Regions from separate parts of the Sus scrofa genome. Here region 1 is linked to region 2. Evidence: chromatin contacts called from public Hi-C data. All regions are on one chromosome and are shown on one strand. Each heading gives the region's core, a stretch centred on a gene start, on an enhancer-like site or on the middle of the called end of the contact. The rest is flanking DNA. Distances are from core to core; before and after follow the strand shown. Region 1 overlaps PRKCA (protein kinase C alpha type). Region 2 has its middle 18 kb from the start of PRKCA.

Evidence for each region. Hi-C and Micro-C count contacts between places; a contact is called where the count stands out from the background.
Region 1: a Hi-C map of embryonic fibroblasts shows a contact between it and region 2, with 1.9 times the contacts expected there. The contact joins two enhancer-like sites. A contact is called at or near these places in 7 of 47 Hi-C or Micro-C datasets (alveolar macrophages, embryonic fibroblasts, fibroblasts and 3 more) and 1 of 2 datasets of contacts at active chromatin or transcription factors (skeletal muscle).

The regions. Positions count from the first base shown.
Region 1 is chr12:13,109,712-13,116,023 of Sscrofa11.1, forward strand. All of the region lies in intron 3 of PRKCA (protein kinase C alpha type), which reads left to right. Among named protein-coding and RNA genes, the nearest start is that of CACNG5, 180 kb to the right of the region's middle. Within about 2 kb of position 2,315, at least 6 of the 83 cell types and tissues checked have an H3K27ac peak or open chromatin away from gene starts, as enhancers often do. A contact at or near this core is called in embryonic fibroblasts, where this site is marked.
Region 2 is chr12:12,861,230-12,867,988 of Sscrofa11.1, forward strand. No RefSeq gene overlaps it. Among named protein-coding and RNA genes, the nearest start is that of PRKCA, 18 kb to the right of the region's middle. Within about 2 kb of position 2,777, at least 18 of the 83 cell types and tissues checked have an H3K27ac peak or open chromatin away from gene starts, as enhancers often do. A contact at or near this core is called in embryonic fibroblasts, where this site is marked.

The sequences.
Region 1 (6,312 bases), core at 1,065-3,564, 250 kb after region 2:
AGTGCAGGCCCGCCGGTATTTGAGATGAGTCACGAAACCTCTTGTGTTTCAGTTTCCACCCCTGTCAAGCAGGAATAAGAACCACACCAGCCTTATCTCTCTCCCAGACGTCAGATTCAAGTCATGGGATGGATGGAAAAGTGGCTTGCAGACTGTAAGGTTCTGTTACAGATATTGTATAAACAGCATCGCTGATGTTGTCCTTGGGTGTGCACAAGGGCGTCAGATGAAACACAGCTCCCAGAGGACGTTAAAGAGGATGCTGGTCCTGCAGTGAGACCTCTCCCACGCAGCAGGAGTGGGGGCAGCCACCAAGCCCTAGAACCATCCTCCGCAGGGCAAAGTGGGGAGAGCACAGCTCTGCTCTCACACAGCCAGGGTTCAACTCCCAGCTCTGCCACTTTACCAGCCCTGTGATGTCAGACAAGTGACTTAACGTCCCTGCGCTGCAGTTTCTGCATCTTTAAAATCTAGATGCCTGTAGAGTCCTTGTGAGAATGAGAGGAAATAAGGCATATAAAGTGCCTAACCCAGGACCTGCTACAGTAAATGCTTAATTCTGTAAGCTTTTATTTTCAGCATGTTAATCCTTGTGGGGAAAACTGTTAGAACAGGGAAAAAAACAAAAACAAAAAAACTCGCTAGCAGTTTAAACACAGCCAAAAATCAAAGTTAGTATCAGCTGCACCACCACTTTATCAAAGAAAGCCTTTTAACATCACCTCCCCACAAAGAGAAAGAAAAAAAAGTGAGCAGGAGAAAGGAAAGACTTAAGCTCAGGATGTTTCTAAAATGTTTGCGTCAATTAGTTTCATGAAAACTCCCTCCTTTGTTGTTTTTTTCTCTGGTGCATCCAAGGAATCCAATCTCATCCACATAAAGAAGATCAAATGACTCATTCAGGGTCATGTAGCAAATCATGCTCAAGCAAGACTGGAGCATGGTCTTCTCAAGCTCCCTTCAAGCTTCCTAGGCTGCTGGTCACTGAGTTATTTGACTCTAGCCTTTATATTTTATGGAAGCGAAGCATGGTGCTTGAAATGTGATTTGTTTTCTAAATTGTTCATTATCAAAGAACACTATAAGCATTTATTCAGTGCTTAAATGTCTGATCTTGAGGATTGGTTGGGGTGAATGCTAAGCCACTACAGTAAAGCGATGCCAGCTTCTAGCAGCTAAGCTGAGTGGGAAGTTATGTAGCAACCCTGACACTGGGGTAGCTCTGTTCCACGTGGTCACTCAGGGATCTGAGTTTCTGACCTTTTGATGCTCTGTTTGCTGGGGTGCTTTCCTTGTTTGCATGGTCAAAGCTGGGGTTCTTGAGCTTGATGCCTCGAAGGCAAGGTTCAGAAGAGCCCCACAGCACCTCCAGCCTAAACCCAGCAACAGCTACATCAAACTGCAGGAGAGACTGGCAAATGCAGTACCTAGCCAGCCAGCCGGCTGAAACTGTGGGGGTGAGTGGGAAGGGGTTTCCATCAGAAGAAGAGAAGAATGTCTACTGGGGGGATCACATAGCAATTGGGTATAGGCACGAAGGTGTTTTTGATCCTTATCATTTGTCTAAGAAAATGGGAAAAGGAAGTTCCTCTCTTGAGTTGCTTCAATTTGCAGCACTAAACACTCCCTGTATCTCAGAAGGCAAATGCCCAGGAAGGCATGGTTGGTGTGAGAGCAAGTCTGTCTCACCTCAGTTATTACCCCCCAAAATCTGGTGTGATAGAGGGTGTCTTTGCCCTTTTTCCCAAACATGACTCTCCTAACTAGAGTCTTACATGGGGTGACCCAAGGACACGGTTTAAAGAGGACCTTGAGTTCCCAGTGCCCAAACCTGATGATGTCACCCAGTGTTACAGTAACGACCGTCCTGGCACATGTTAGTTGAGTGGAATGGTCTAATGACTGCAGGTTTTAGACCTATATTTACCAATACCCAGCTCCTACTTGATGACGTGCAACAGAATGAACAGAGCTGTAGATTACTCTCCCAGATGGCTTCCTTATTTTTAGTTCAGCAAGAAATTTCTGGAATCTCTATTTCTTCCTGCCAATGGTCTGAGTAACTTTAGTGAAGGGCAGACTCGGGCATTCCAGGAAAGAGATGTTCCTTAGCATGTCATCGCCCAACATACCATAGGAAGATGTTTACAACTTGTAAAAAATTTTCAACTTTATTCCCACTTTGGCACATTCACAGTTAAATTCTCCAAATCCAAGAAAACAATCTCCCAGTTTCAGGGGAAAATAATTAAATTACAAATTAGAATGGAACCCTGCTCATCTCCACTGCAGAAAGCCTCAGGCATTTTATACTCTGCTACAAAATTGCATCCTTCCAAGCGGGCGGTGGACTTGATGACTCACAGATCCGCATTCCTAGATGAAGGACCAATATGGAAACCTTTTTAAACAAATAACTCTCAATGAAAGAATTAGCATCTGTATTAGTTTCCTGGAACTGCTGTGACAAATGACCACAGTGTGCTGGCTGAGAACAATAGAAATGTATTCTCTCAAAGTTCTGAGGACCCAAAGTCCAAAGTCAGGTGTTAGCAGAGTTGGTTCTTTTCATGCCATCATTTTCTCCTGGCTGCTGCTGCTTTAAAATTTTATTGGCATATAGTTGACTTAGAAAGTTGTGTTTCCTCTGTACAGCAGGGTAAATCAGTTAAACAGACATCTGTTCCTTTTCAGATTCCTTTCCCATAAAGGTTATTTACACAACATTGAGTCAAGTTCCCTGGGCTAGACAGTAGCTCCTTGTTAGCTCCTGGCTTCTGCTGATGGCCCACAGTCCTTGGCATTTGTAGAGATGTCACTCCAGGCTCTACCTCTGTCTTTTATAAGGCTTTCTTCCCTATGTCTCTGCATTTCCAGGGTCTGTCTCTTTTCGCTTATAGAGATTGGTCACTGGGCTTGAATTTAGCCCCAGCCCTACCTCAAATTCTAGATCTTGAGATCCTCAACTTCATCCGCAAAGATCCTATTTCCAGATAAGGCCACATTCACAGGTACCAGGGGTTGGACTTAGGCATGTCTTTCTGAGGGGGGGAACACAGAGATGGGCGGTGGATCTTGCCATGCTCAGGTTCATGGGCAACCCCGTTTGCCCAGCTGCATGTGAACAAGCCACCTTCACATCATCAGCCACGTGTCCCTCGTGCTTCTGGGGCCTAATTCCTGTCCCAGGGCCTGATAGGTGTTACTTTGCTGCCGCTGCCTTTTTTTTTTTTCTTCTTAAGTCCGCACCTGCAGCACATCCAGGCTAGAGGTCTAATCAGAGCTACAGCTGTCAACCCACCCCACAGCCACAGCAATGTGGGATCTGAGCCACGTCTGCAACCTACACTACAGCTCACAGCAATGCCAGAGCCTTAACCCACTGAGTGAGGCCAGGGATCAAACCTGCATCCTCATGGATGCTAGTCAGGCTTGTTACCACTGAGCCACAATGGGAACTTCCTGTTTTGCTTCGTGATGGTCACCTCCTGGTACGGTTTTCACATTCAGTTAGATGCCTTTTCCGGTGCCCTTCCACCTCCACTGTTCAGAGCCTGGCTTTGTTGCACCTCTATGCCTTGTGACATGAAGCTGCCCACCCCCACCCCCCGTGTCCCTATCCTTCCTGGGGTAATCGGTATCTTTGTGAATGCATGATGGCAAAGGGAATATTGTTTCTATCACATGTTCCGGATCTTTGTGGGAAATCCAAGAAATATTAAACAGAAAACAATTCCTGTTTTGTGTGGTTAAGCTGTTAACGAGACAGAGCGCTAGACTTACACACGAAGCAGTGGTGGCAGGTGCTCTGTTAAGGGTGGACCTTAGAGATTCCGGCTCTGATTCTGCCATCTGGAGTCTTCCCCCCTGCCCTGGATTTTTTAGAAGCAGCTGGAAGGTGTCTCTGTGATGGGACCTCTAGGCGGCCAGGACCAGCTGCTTCCGCATGGCTTTCTTCTGTGCTTGGGAATCCTGGCTGATAGCCCTTTCCTGAGGACACCACCTCGGGGGCACTGGGAATGAGAGAACACTTGTCCCCAAGGCCTCACGTGACTTGTGGTTTATTTAAAACAAGAATGATAGGTAGCCTTAAAAATCTTTTGGTTGTTGAGGAATAAAGAATTTTAGATCTGGCTCCTTTTATACTTACCTTTGTTAAGGTAAACCCTCTCTAGATTTTTTTTTTTTTTGAATCAGTAAATCACTTTATTACAGGGTAACTTGGGCCCAGGGTGGGACCAGGCAGATGCCATTGGGGAGCATTTGCACCTGTGCTCTGTACCACCAAAGCACCATTGGGACAATTTTATAGTTAACCTAGAGTGAGGAGGTACGTGCTTAGAAACGAGGTACCTTCCCAAATCAAAATTTACAGATGGGTCACCACTCTTGGTGCCAGGAATGTCTGCCAAGGTCTCCATCATCTGGGGACTAACAGAGCACAGAGGCTGCTCAGACCTAAGGATCTAGAACTTCCTGAAAACACAGTGGACACTTGGAGATGCCTCTGCAGTGGGTTTGGGGAGTCAGAATTGAAGGTCTGTCTATCCCTTCTTTTGTTGTAGTGAAATCTGTAACATAAAATTTGCCATTTTCACCACCGAGCATGCAGTTCAGTGGCAGCACATGCATCCACACGGCGGCACAGTCATCGCCAGCATCTCTCTCCTGAATTCACGTCCCAGCCGGAAACTCTGTGCCCTTTCAGCAGGAGCTCCCCAGCCCCTGGAGACCACCAGTCCATTTTTCTGTCTCTCCGAGTTAGACCGCTCTAGGGACTGTGTATAATGGAATCATATGATAGTCTTCCTTTTGGCTTTTTCACTTAGCGTGTCCTCAGGGTTCATCTGTGTTGTAGCAGGTGTCCGAATCTCCTTCATTTTTAGGGAAGACTCATATCCGTTGTCTGGACAGACTTTATTTTGTTCTCCATTCATCCACTGACGGGACACTTGGGTTGTTACCACCTTCCTCCTCTTGCTGAGGCTTCCTCTCCGTCCATTCCACCAGTAGCCCCCGGATTCTCTTTTGTGCTCAGAGCATACTTTTGCTGTTATGAGCTGCATCTGTAAATGAGATTTCCCAGTGTTTGTGAAAAGAAAACTAGATATTCCAAATAAAATCCTGCTCCTGGCAAGCGTTGGTGACAACCATGGGAAAAAGAAAGTGGCCTAAGAGATAGTAAGCTTCCTGGCGTGATCAAGCATTTCGTAAACCCATATGCAAACCCCAGAGTAGTAACTACTGTGGGAGTGACTTTCTAAAAGAAAACTTGACTTTGGAAGGCCATGCAACATGCACAGTTGTTTGTTTTGCCATGTGTTGCTTTTATTTGTAAGAGGGAGACAATGGAACAGAGGATGTTGGCAGCAGCCGAGGTGGTCTCTTGCCCCTTTGCTGAGTGGAAATCAGTGCTGGATGGGATTGTGTCTGCCTGGCTGCCCTGTGAAGGCATGGCTTGCTGAATCCATCCGGTAGCATATGCTCAGGACAAAGTACAAGTCCGCTCACATGTTGCTTAATGAGGGGTCTCTTGAGACATGCCCATCGCATCTGCTTCTCAAAAGACAGTCTTGATTTTGAGAATGATTCGATCTAGCCAAATCCACAGCTCCCTTGGGAAAAAAAGGAAAGAAAAATTCCAAATGCATCTGTTTTCTTGCAGGGAGTGACTACCTGGGATCAGCTTAAAACATAAACTTTAAGAAATTATGTAAATAACTACAGCTCTTGTTTCACTTTAGGGTTTAGTAAGCCTTTAACCACCAAGAGACTGAACTGATGGGCGTGTTGTCTCTTCTGGGATGCCAAGTGACTTTGGCAGAAGCGTGGAGAGTGTTGAAATGGGTTGGTAAAGTGATTCCTTGGCCGGGTCATCTGCTCTGAAGCCGTCGCCCCCTGCTGGTGGTGGGTGTTCTTTCTCTTGTGCTCCAGAGCTTCCTGGCAAAGACCTCAGAATACTTGGCATGACGTCTTGGAATTGTGGACTCACAGGATTGCAAAGCAGACCTCGCATTTACTGAGGGCACCAGGTGCGGCATTGTTGTATTCCAAGCACAGGACCAGTGCATGGCAGTGAAGACCATGACTACTCATTAGTTTTTCTAGGTACCTGTAGTCTGACCTTAAAGTACAGAGGTTGTGTGGAATGCCCATGGGATCAACCCGGTCTCACTTTTGGTTTAATTTATTGCACTTTGTCATTTTGATTATACATACACTTCCTCCAAAAAAGATGTTAGAAGCAATGTTTTAAAATGAAAAGATTCATGATCACTTTGGATAGCTGTGGGGTTCCTAAAGTCCCTTCCA
Region 2 (6,759 bases), core at 1,527-4,026:
GGCAATGGAGAGGAAGTGGCCCCCACCCTGTCCCACCTCCACCAAGAACAGGAATTTCCCAAAGCACGCTTTTCCTGACTCGCCAGTTGGACCTGTTTAATTTTGCTGTGAAGAAAGGCCCAAACTTGCCTTAAAACAGTCACATCCATAAAGTTAAGTCTGGCCCTAGGATTTGTGTTCATAAGTGGCTCTAGCATAAAATGCCCTGAAACGTCTTTGCTGACTCTATTCTAGCTATTTTTCGGGCAGGGTTCTGGCCTGCAAGGAACAGCAAGGAACCCTCGAAGATGCGAGCACAAAAGGACCGTGTTGGAAGGATATCAGGAGAGCTTGTGGGTCCTTTAGGAAGACTGGAGGGTGAGGCCTGGAAAAGGCGGAACCCAGGAGGATGAGGCAGCAGGAAGCCCAGCCACGGTGTTCTGCAGAGGGCACCACAGATCACCCGCTGTGCCCAGGGGGGATGGCAACAGGGCCCTCTTGAATAATCCCCCTCCCCCACAACAGGTTTGGAAGAGGGAGTTTGCAACTCCAAATAAGAACATTCTGATGTAAGATTGAAAACTACCAAAATAACCACACCTGCAAAATAAGTCAAATGTCCACTACAAGGTGATCCCAGCAGGTGAAGGAAAGGAGCCTAGAAGGATCAGTGCCTAGAACGCCAGCAGGGGCTCTGTATGCATTATCCTATTGAATTCCCAAGACAGCCTCCAGAGTGGGTGCGGTCAGAGAGGGTGAGAAGTTGCCCAGGGCTGTCCAGGAAGTGGGGGAGCCGAGATGGGCAGCCAGGTTTGCCTGGTGCCAGCGGCCAGCCGTCCTCTCTCCGCACCCCCACCCAAGCCATTCCTCCGGGCTCCGCACAGCAAAACCGTGATTCTCTAATTGCATTGAAGTGAGAGTGTCTTTTTGGCTCCACAGCCTCCTGCAAAGGAAGCCAGCTGCTTCTTTTCAGCCCTATGAACTTCCATCTCTGGAAGTGGCTGGCTCTCCTTTTCCCTGGATAGAAGGTAATTTCCATTGGCGTTTCAGCATCTTGGTGACCGAGTGTGCTTCTAAACTTTTTCATCCTTGACACATCAGTGCCTCTGTAGCCCTACAGGGCAGGGGGCTTCTATGTTAAAGAGGAAAGCCCAAGATAGGGGAGAATTTCTCCCGTACAGAGCGGCTTGAGGGTATTCCTGGGTTAAAACTTTGCATGCCTCGGGGGACAAACCCGAAAAAAACGAGCCACACCTGCAGTTTCTGGCGGCTCCTGGGGGCACTGGAAGTGATGAAGTCTTTCAACCTGGGGACTTGGCAGTGAATCATTCACCTCATTAAAGATGTAGGTAACAGGGAAAACCTGCCTTCCTATTGCGTTATAATAACAGCCACCAAAAAACCTGAGGTCAGCAGTATTTGGTGGAAAGAACATCAGCTTTGCGGTCAGAAGACCTACGTTTGAGTTCGGGCTCTGGCCCTGGTCAGGGGTGTGAGCTTGACCAAGATCATTAACGTCTCCCCATTTCAACGTCCTCATCTACAAAACGGGGTTTTGGGGAAGGTCAGGTAAACATATGCTTGTGAGAGTTTTGCACAAACATAAGCTTTGTTCCTATTATCCCTGGAAACACCACGCTGTGTAGAGCTGCTTTCTTGCAAACCAGACTGATGCTCAGAACAAAGGAGCAATTACCATGAGTGCATGTGCCAATAACGGATTCATAAATTTAAGCCTTGGGTCACAGACGCCCATTGCATGAACAGGAGGAAGAAAAGGCCCTCGTGAAAACCACGTAGATACGTTTTGGGAACAGCCCAGATATCTTCGCGCGTAGGTTCTCAAAGTACAGTCACCTGGGAATTTGTTCAAAATGCAGATGTTCAGGCCCCACCTAGATGTATTACATCAGAAAATCTGGAGATCAGACCCTGTCTGTATTTGAACAAGATTAAAAAATTATTGTTAATGTAATTTTTTTTTTAGTGTGATAAAAATTTAGGAGTTCTCTGGTGGCCCGGTGAAGGACCTGGTATCGTCATTGCTGTGGCTTGGGCTGCTGCTGTGGCACAGGTTCCATCCCTGGCCTGGGAATTTCTACATGCTGCAGACACAGCCGGAAAAAAAAAAAGAAGAAGAAGAAGAAGAAGAAGAAGAAAGAGTTCCCGTCATGGCACAGTGGAAACAAATCAGACTAGGAACCATGAGGTTGCAGGTTCGATCCCTGGCCTCCCTCAGTGGGTTAAGGATCCGGCATTGCCATGAGCCGTGGTGTAGGTTGCAGACACAGCTCAGATCTGGTGTGACTCTGGTGTAGGCTGGCAGCTGTAGCTCCAATTAGACCCCTAGCCTGGGAACCTCCTTATGCCGCAGGTGCGGCCCTAAAAAAAAGAGAGAGAGAGAGAGCAAGCGAGAGAGAAAACTTAAACAAGAGGAACCCTCTTCAGGTGGCTGAAGTTCGAGATTCCCCTGCTTTAAATACATGCCCTCATTTGTCCTAACAACAAAGCAGCTTTATTATTCCCATTTTATAGTTGAGGAAACTGAGGCTCAAAAGAGAAAAAGAATTTTTCTAAAGCCTCAGGGATTCACCCAACTTGTATGCACTTCCCTGCTCCGCTTGGGATTATCTGTTAGAGGCAGGCTAAGGCAGGCATTTCAGTAGATGACTAAATAAGCTGGCACAAACTCCCAGACCAGCCAGTCCAGTGACCACAACGTACCAGGAAGATGTGTCACTGAGAAAACAAAGCCAGCAAGGGCTGTGCATGATGCCGCGGTGACTCACTGAAGCCCTAGGGCCCTGGTTACAAGCTTTCCCAGTGACCTTTACACACCTTACCCAGTCTTTCCTACTTGGCTCTTCCACCCGCTGCAAATTCATTCCTGTGCCACCTCTTACCCCATCCAGCCCCGCTATGGAGCCGGCATCCCAGCCCTGGCTGAAGATTCAGGCTGACTGGCCTCTCCACCCTCCAGCCTTCCTCACACTCTCTGGACGAGGACAGGAAGCTGGGCATTGCCATCCTGTGTGAGCTGAGGGGTGCTCCTGCCAGCCTGGCCTTGGCTGGTTCTGAGGGTGGGGTTCTTCCACTGGAAGCTCTCCATTCCCCACTCCTAGCATCTCTATACTTTCTGGATGTGTCACCCTCTACCAGGAGGGACAACCAAGAGTCACACTCAAGGCTTCACTCAGAAGCCCCCTTCTTCCAAATGGGTTTTCCATGTCCCCTTCTTAGGTCTCCCCCTCCCCTCATCCCAGCAAACTTATCCCACACCTGTGTTAGGGAAAGCAGGAGGGAGAGTTTCATCAGGACTGAATTCTTCTAACTCCTAGCAAAAAGCTTTCTTAATTAATGACCTCAGATTTCCAAAGGCTGGGTGGAAAAGGAAGCTACATTCAGGGTTTAAGCCGCTAAAGGACTTGGCTGATGACCTTCCCTGTACATAATCCGTCTTATATCTCCCTGGACCCTTTCGAGCTACCAAGGAGCCTGGGACTGTGGTCTTTTAGCTGGGCACACTGCCCCCAGAATAGGATGGCATGGAAGGAGGGGCACATGGAGTTGGGTGGACAATTAGTATTCTCAGAAGCTTGGGGCATAGTTAGTCAGAGGACTAGCCATGACAGAACTGCTCAGACGAAGAAAAAGCCATGCCCTTTGGCAACCCAGAGGTCACCAATGACCTTGGAAGGGGCAAGCTCAGCAGAGCCCTGGGTTGGGGGTGGAGTGTGGTCGAAGACAATTGACAAGGGTTAAGCAACGCGTGGGGAAGTGAAGATGTACGACCGAGACCCCCTTCAGAGATTTTTAAGTAAAAAGAAATGAGAAAGAGAGAACGGAAATATACACACAACTCCTAACCTCTATTTTGACTGCGTCTTTTCTTCTCCTAACTCAGTCTTGACAAGACCTGATAACTGCAAAATTGACTGATCTGAGCTTCGCTTGCTCTCTCTTTCTTCCCGGGGAAGGTGCTAATGAGGAAAGAAACAGCTGAAGCCTGAACCGCAGGAGGGAAAAGCGGCCCCTGGAATATGTTCCAGCTGAGCACCGCATGCGGGCGATTTTCTCCAGGACAAAAAGCTGTTTAAGTTTTTGTTTTCTCCTTCCTGTCGTCTTCTTTTTTCAAAGAGTCCCATCTCCTTGTTATTCTTCCTTTACGATCCTTTGTTTCTTCCATATTCCCAACATGTGTGTCTTAAGGAGGGAACGTGCCACCTGCTTTTCACGAGCAGCTACTTCTGTGCCCAGCACCGGGCTTGGGTCTCATGCCCAGTCTTACTTAGTTCTCTCAGCAGCCGTTGTGGGGATATGTTATTACCCCCATTTTACAGAAGAGGAAATTGAGGCTCACCCAAGTGAAGCCATTTCTCCACGCCCCACAGCTAAGTGGCTTGCCACTGGGAATTCCTTTGAGATTTGTTTGACTCCAAAACAATATTTCTGCCCATTATTTCCTGCAGGATCTGTGATGGGCTATCAAGGAGCTACAGAAATGTCAATGACTTCATTGAGCTCAAGTTCACAAAAGAGACCTGGAGTTCCCAGGTTTGGTTTCGTTTGTGTTTCCTTAAGTCCAGATCTGTCTTTCTATCAAGTGCCACTGATCTGCTAGTAGAAATCCGCACAAGGAAGAGCTCGAGGCATCTAAGTCGCTGCTGTCTAGGTTTTCTGTGAGCCTAAGCAGGCAAGGAAACTCCTCCGGGGGCGCCTGACCTGCAAGCGGAATGATGGGAGCAGGAGCTGGCGACCTCAGGCCTCCGTTTATAGAATCTCTCAGGCAACGGACAGAAGAGTAGCAACTTTCACAACAATTTGACATTGATGGAGGTTTTAATAGACAAAGGCATTTTCTGCTGTTACTGCTCCAATCTTTTCATAAAAAGTAGAAGAGGGTTTTGGCTCTCCCTTGGATTCTTAGCAGCAATAAAACAGTATTAGGTTCTGGAACGTATCCACTTGAGGCCTTTCCAAGAGCTAGTCGCTACTCTTTGTCTGTCTCTTTCTCTCTCACCCTCTCTCCAGGTCTGTTACATTTCTCATCATCCAGTGAGATTCTTTCATTCGTGGTAACTGACCTTAGAACATATTTTATGTGGTCAAAGGAAGCCAAGAGTGATGGTGCAGCCTTACTTATGATTTCCTCAGGAAAGGACTCTCCAGGGAACCCCAAACAACCTGTTTGATCAACAAACATGTATGGATCTCTTCTCAGGCTGAGTGAAAGTGAAAAGACATTATCTGATGTGGTTAAAAAAGATATCCTAGGCTCTGATACCGCTTAATCCTTCGATTCCAATTCTCGGGTGGAACCAACAGCTGATCTTTTCCAAAAGAAAAGAGTATGGGGTACGGCAGTGACAGGGCTCCTCTGAAGGATTTGTCTTTCGCTTTTTAAAAACTTGGATCCAGACACTCTGTTGTGCAACATGAATATTTTTCTTTAAAAGGCAAGTATATACAACGGTTACCTCTAGGGGATAGGAGGGGAGGAGGCCGCGGGGAGAAAAAACATTTCTCTAATATTTGTATTTGAACACGTGTCTAACCGAGCCTTCCTTTAAAAACTAGAAACGAGGCGTTCCTGTGTGGATTAGTGGGTTAAGGATCCGGCATTGTCACTGGAGTGGGTCCGGGTGCTGCTGTGGCACGTGTTCAATCCCTGGGCCGGGAATGTCTGCAAGCCAAAGATGCAGCCAAAACAAACAAAAAAATAAAATGAGATTAAGTGAAAAGAAAAGAACAGCTGTCCACAAAAGAGGGGGCACAAACAGAGAATGTTTTGGAAAGATTCGCCCCCTTTGCAGAGGGGCTCCAGAGACACATCATTGCCATTCCTCTCCAGCTGACATGTCTGTTCTAAGTCCCCAAAGCATCTTAGGCATTAGGAGGCCCAGAGGAGACATTGAGTGGAAGGGTTGCCAGGGCTGATCCTAACTTCTGCGGGGCTCTGGTGGGTTCCGGATGTCACGTGCACCCAACCAGAGGTGAAGGGGAAAGGTGAGACAGTGTTTCTACAACTTCGAGGGAAAACTTTCTGGCTGTAATTAGCTGGCAGCCCCAGGAGAAATCACATCGACCCACCACTTTGTGCTGTTTGAGAACCTCTGGCTCCAGCATCCCCATTTGTCAGTGGAGATTTTCCAGGTCAGGGATTGGTTCATTCGGGGCCCCTGCCTGGTTCTGCATAGATGAGTTAAGTGCTCCAGGTCCATGATGGCTGTGGCGGGAACCCCACAGTCGGAATCTTTTCCAACCAAGAGGAATCTGTTGGGCATGCTCCTCAGGCAATATGACCGCAGCAGAGGAAAGGATAGCAAGAGATGCTCTCTCCATCTGAGCACCCCCTGCCTTAAAATAGTCTGCCCTTGAGCAATGTGAGGGTTAGGGGTCCCCTCCCTCCCCAACACACCATCAAAAAGTCTGCAGACTGCAATTTCTGCCTCAAAAACAAAGGAACCGATGAATGACTCACCCAGGGGCAGGAAGCTGAAACAGTTTGGGTAGAATCAGGACTCCAACCTAGTTCTCTTTGATTCCGTATATTGCCATCTCCAATCGAATACAAAGCTTTCCCCGCACTTAGTCAATTTAAAGCTCTCTAAAGGAGGAGTTCCATTCCCGTTGTGGTGCAGTGGAAATGAAACTGACTAGGAACCATGAGGTTGCAGGTTCGATCCCTGGCCTCGCTCAGTGGGTTAAAGATCTGGTGTTGATGTAAGCTGTGGTGTAGATCACAGATGCGGCTTGGATCTGGTGTTGCTGTGGCTATGG